Linked DNA regions of Capra hircus: region 1 is linked to region 2. The links are chromatin contacts, called in public Hi-C maps. All regions are on one chromosome and are shown on one strand. Each heading gives the region's core, a stretch centred on a gene start, on an enhancer-like site or on the middle of the called end of the contact. The rest is flanking DNA. Distances are from core to core; before and after follow the strand shown. Region 1 holds the start of TBC1D2 (TBC1 domain family member 2A). Region 2 overlaps NANS (sialic acid synthase).

What was found. Hi-C and Micro-C count contacts between places; a contact is called where the count stands out from the background.
Region 1: a Hi-C map of blood shows a contact between it and region 2, with 2.1 times the contacts expected there. The contact joins the promoter of TBC1D2 here to the enhancer-like site in region 2. A contact is called at or near these places in 3 of 5 Hi-C or Micro-C datasets (all in blood).

The regions. Positions count from the first base shown.
Region 1 is chr8:63,014,343-63,017,168 of ARS1.2, forward strand. TBC1D2 (TBC1 domain family member 2A) reads right to left here and starts at 1,493. Exons shown (of 13, transcript XM_005683907.3): 1 at 1,019-1,493. The coding sequence starts at 1,393.
Region 2 is chr8:62,852,476-62,855,175 of ARS1.2, forward strand. The region is part of intron 2 of NANS (sialic acid synthase); the gene reads left to right. Among named protein-coding and RNA genes, the nearest start is that of NANS, 6.1 kb to the left of the region's middle. Within about 2 kb of position 1,401, at least 3 of the 5 cell types and tissues checked have an H3K27ac peak or open chromatin away from gene starts, as enhancers often do.

The sequences.
Region 1 (2,826 bases), core at 243-2,742, 160 kb after region 2:
CTGAGTGTGAATTCCAGAACTCCTAGCCCACACCAATCTTTCTTTCTAGTTAAGTTCTAGGCACTTTCACTTGACAAGAACTTTCTGACCTTGGTTCTGTCAGTTTGTGTGTTCAGTCAACAAATATGTATTGCACCCCCACTAGATGCCAGCAGTAGTCTAGGCTGAGATTAATTCAGTAACTTGCAGGGGCCTGTGATGTGCCAGGTGCTTACATACCTTGTTTTAGTCTCACAAACTATCTAGGTACTAAGAGGTTAACTTGCCCAGAGCCACACAGTTAGTAAGTAGCTGACGCAGAATTTGAATCCAAGCCTGTCTGATTTCAAAGCACATGGTCTTTGCAATGCTTCAGGCTTTTCCAGTTAAATATGATAATAAAACAGAACTTACTGATGAGAAAACAGGTTTGGATATGCTTCAATGACCAATGTAGGTTGATCAGTGGAACCTAAGTATTTATCTCCCAATCTCTGCCAATGTTTTCTCAGCATTCACTCCCCTTGGCTACAACATCAAGAAAAGTAATCCAGAATCCAGGCCTTGAAAGAGGATTGCAAAGCTCATATCTTGACTGTACTTCAGCCCTAAGTAAGAAAGTTATGGTAACTGCCTAGTTTTTTGTTGTTAAGCTGGTTAAGCCTTGTCTCACTGTTTTGGAACCCAATGGACTGTATCCTAAAAGTTTTGATAGGGTAGTGAGAGGTAGGAAAGCTATGAGATTCCAAGTGTGGGCTACACTACTTTTTAGTGGTGTGACTCAAACCAGTCCCTTTACCCCTTTATGACTCAGTTTTTTGATCCGTAATATAGGTCCATCATCCTGGCCTTTACTGCAGGAACCTAATGAGGAAATGGGTGTGAATGTGCTTTGAAAAGCACAAAACCCTGGGCACCCAGGGTTCACTGAGGTGATCGGGGTCGGTGATTATAATAAGTTTATTGTGACCACCCACCTGTGCTCGGCGGTGCCCTGGATCCCATCCCGGCCAAAAAGGGGAAAAAGTGCTCCATTTACCTTCAAGGTAATTATGCGGTTGGGAGTCTTGATTTCGAAAGTCCCCTCCTCGGCGTCCGCCTTGCAGTCAAAGACCGCACTGGAGAGGTCGATGCTGTCCAACGGATTCGCATCCTGCGCGGTCCGCGAATAATACAGGTGACATTTCCTCTCGTCGAAGAAGAACCAGCGGGACTTCCAGCCCCGGATGGGCCCCTTGCCACCAAACTTACTTAAATATCCACAGAGTTTTGGGGGGGCCGCCTCCAGGGGCCGGGTGCAGCCCTCCGACTCCTCAGAAAGCGACACCTCGGGGACCTTGGCCAAGCCAGCAGGCTCTTCGGACCACTGGACGGAGGAACCAGACTCCGCGGTGTTCTCCTGCGCGTCCTCCATCGCAGAGGGACTGGAGGTTAGTGGCCCAACCCAAGTCAAATCTTGAAAACTCAGGTGATAACCTTCCAAGAGGGAGTGATCCAACGGGGGCGAGGCCAGTGGTGACCCGCCTCCAGGAGACGACGGAGGGACTCGGTTGGCTGCAGCTTGTGAGCCTCATAGATCGAAAGCCCAGTAGGGACGGATGGCCACGCCCATTCGGGCCTCGCCCTTCACGACACGCCCCGGCACGCCTTCTGCCGGCTCCTCCTTTCCCGCCTACTTCAGGCTTTTCCTCGTTGCCTGTCCGCCATCTTTACTGGGGGCAGCTTCCGGCATGAGGCGGTCCACAGGTTGAAGGCGTGGTGTCTCTGAATTAGTTAACCCGCGGAAGGGAAACTGAAAGAGACGCGGGCCCTCCGATACACTGCTCTGGTAACTCGCGTAATGACGTGGAGGGGTGGTCCTTTCTCGCTCCTCATGGGCCTCCCGCCTTTTCTCCCCAGGTACCCCTCCGGTCACCGTCGTACGGCGGACCGCGCGGCCATTGGCTGAAAGGGACGCCCTGCTCAGTGTCGCCACATCCGGCACTGCTCACGGCGTGTGGGGCTCGTAGGCTGATTACCCGCGGCTGTTTAGTCGTGACTCACTCCTGACCGCGGCGGCCTTTACCCACTCTCTCCCAGCCTCCTTTTCTGTTTGCTTGCGTTACATGGGTCTGGCTGCTGCCCTGACAGAACCCGGTGTCTGACGAGGGTTGGACTCAGCAAATTGTGTACACAGACAAATGTGTACCGAGGCCCTGACTAACTCGCTCAACTTCATGTCTCATTCTACCACTTGACCTTAAGTTTTTCCCCTTCCCTCCTGCCTTAGGCGTATCCCTCCATTTGGGCTGTAGAGCCCATTTCTGTCCACCTCTTTCGAGCCATCACGGTGCCCTAGCCCTTTCTTAGCTCCTCTTTCTCTGCAGTCCTTAACAAAATTCTCATTTTTCCGGGTAAATTATGTTCAGAGACTGAGATTGTCTTTGCCAGTACAGTAATTTTTTTAAATAGAGGCTCACTGCAGAAATTAAAATTTATAATAACAGTATTTCCCAGGTCACTAGTATACGGGGTAATGTCTCTTAATAAACTAATGAAGAAGTAACATCCTCCGAACTGTAAAAGGGCCGAAAGGTTAAAACTGTTTTGATAGATGATTTCTAAAACTGTTTTTCCTGTCTTCCCTTTGCATTGCTGGGAACTAAGTTTGCATTTTTTGTTACTGATTAATGCTGGCAGGCCTTCTTGCTAGTTTTGCTTGTTCCTTTTAACCCCAGTCTCAAGACTTTCCTTAAATACTCTTGGTTTCTCCCCAGAAGGCAGGATGGTAATTTTCAGGAAGTTAGTCTGCTACTGTCCTCATTTGCTGTGAAATCAATAAATTTCGTTTTCCTTTATCCTCAGAAC
Region 2 (2,700 bases), core at 151-2,650:
TACAGATGAAGAAACGGAGGCTCCAGGGGCTAGAAAGTCTATGCGATGTCGCACAGTTGGGAAATGGGTCTTGAGGGCAGATCTGACACCTTTCTGGGGTTCCCCAGCAGCCACCCAGGTGCCGGTCCAGGCATGTACGGCTTCCCAGAGCTCAGCAGAGCCTTTGGGCATCCCCCTGTTCTTCACCGCCCTCCATGTTGGTGGCTGGAGAGTCTTGGACCCAAGTTGCCCCCAGGACAAGGGGACTGATTTTTTCTTTTTTCTTTTTGGCCTCATCATGTGGCTTGCAGGATCTCATTTCCCACCAGGGACTGAACCCGAGCCAAGGCAGTGAAAGCGCCAAATTCTAATCACTAGACTACCAGGGAATTCCCAGGGATAGATTTTTTTTTAAATAACAGCTTTATTGACGCATCATACAATTCACTCAATTAATTTTAGAGCATTTTTATCGCCCAAAACGAAGCCCTGTGCCCGTTAGCAGTCATCCCTCAATTCCTTCAATTCTCCCAGCCCCAGGCAACTTCTAATCTGCTGTCTGTCTCTATAGATTTGCCTTTTCTGGACATTGTATATAAAAAGAATCAGACAGTATGTGGTCCTTTGGGTATATATATATTTTTATGGTAACTCAGTGTTTAACTTCTTTGAAGAACTGCCAGACATTTTGAAAGTGGCTACACCATTTTACGTTCCACCAGCAATGTATGAGGTTTTGGCCTCTCATTCCTGGTAAGTCCGGGTGGAGGTTATGTACCTTCTTTGTGCTTCTGTGTCTTCAGCTGAACTCACCTCGCAGGGTTGTCGTGAGGATTAAATGTGATCACCTGCAGGAGGCGCAGCACACAGCCAGCGCTCAGCGACATTAGTTGCAGTTGAGGAAGCAGCCCAGGCTGAGGGTCAGGAAATCCAGGTCCTTGCCCTGCTCTGCTGAGTTCATCTCCATGTGAGCTTTTCGGGTCGCTTCCCTGCTCTGGGGCCTCCATTTCCCTTCGCGTGTGAAGACGCTGCCCTCCAAAGGCTCTCCCTACTCCTTTGTCCCGAGTCAGCATAGACTCTGGCAGGGTCACTAAGGTGACTTGGACCTGGAATGAGGACTTTCCTGTTCAGACTGTTTCCAGACACCTGAGCTACCGGATGTGGGCTCTGAAGGGAGTGCCTGGCGTCTGCTTGCAGCTGGGCAGCCGCTGCTCAGGAAGTCACTTCTTTAGGTCTTTCGCTGCCAGGTGGCTTTGAGGTTAAGAGTCAGGAGCACACAGGGGAAGGAGAGGAGTCTGGGTGTTGGTGGCTGGGGCTGCCTGGTTTCCCAGGGAGCAGTTTGGTGTGTAAATTTGAGCTCTGCAGCCACACTCAGGTGCTGACACTGTCACTTACTCTGTGAGCTTGGGCTGGTCACATAACCTTTGAGCCACAGGTGTCCATCTGTGACAATGAGGTAATCAAGATGCCCACCCCACAGCTACAGTGAGGACCTGGTGAGATGAACCTGGGGGCTTGCAAGATTTGTATCCACTGACTGACAGCTGTTCTGTTGCTTAGAATCCTTTTCTCTGCTTCACACTTAACGGGGCAGGGAGTCTTCTCTGTCTTAGGAATGCCATTTGCTCCCCACTGGTGTCCTGACAGACCAAGGCACAGCCAGTGAGGAGAAATGTATTCTTTTTTTTTTTTTAGATTTATTTATTTTTGCTGTGCTGGGTCTTTGTTGATGTGCATGGGCTTTCTCTAGTTGCGGAAAGCAGGGGCTACTCTTCAAGGGCTTCCCATTGCGGCATTCTTAAGAGCCTTTGCAAGAGTGCCACTTGCTTTGCCCGCCAGGTCCCTTTTTGCTGAACCAGCAAGTCCCGTCTACCCGGCTGTTCGAGGTGGGTTGGTCGCTTGTTCCGTGTTTGTCTAGCAAGCAGCTCTGAGAACTCACCCCCCTGACTTCCTCTGGGCAGTAGGCATGTACTGAGTGCCAGCTTTCTCCTCTGTGTGTGCTCTCCTAGGGCGTTCTTTGTGTGCTGAGGAAAGGTTAAGGCATGGTGGAACTTTATGAAGACCAAGAAAATACCAGGGCACCTGGTCAAAAGCTGCACAGAGGCCTGTGGAACTCGACTGAAATGAGCAGAGTGCCTTTGGTCGAAATGGAGTTTTGTTGAGAAAGCAAATGGGAGCCATGACGTAGAGGCGGCCTTTGGAGGACCCATTCCAGCAGAGCCACCCTTCCCTCCTCGTGCCTGCCTCCACAGTGCCTGCCCTCGTTCCTCCAACACCCCTGCTCCAGAGCACCCCTGCCTGTGTTGTGGTATACTCTGACTGGACTGAGGGCAGGCCAGGCCTTTTTGGCTCCATGCATCCTCGCCCTCCATCCTTTCCTCAGCCTGAGCAAGCCCTACGACACCTGTTCTCCCAGCTCATTGTCATAGATCCGGAAATCAAGGGGAGTGGAAGCAGCTTTAGAAAAACCCCATCCCCACTCCTGTCTTTTCTGTTACCCCTTAGATCAGCAGGCTCCCAGATTTCTCATGGGATACATTGTGGAAAGGGGGTTCCTCATTAATTCATTAATTTAGAGTCAAAGTCCCTTCCCCAAATAAACAAGGGTTCTGTGCTGAATACGTGTGGGAAACACTAGGAGTGAAACAGCTAGAGGAGTGTATTCACTAGGACCCTCCAAGGTGAGGTCTTACAGTGCAGTGTTTCACCCAAACCAGTTTG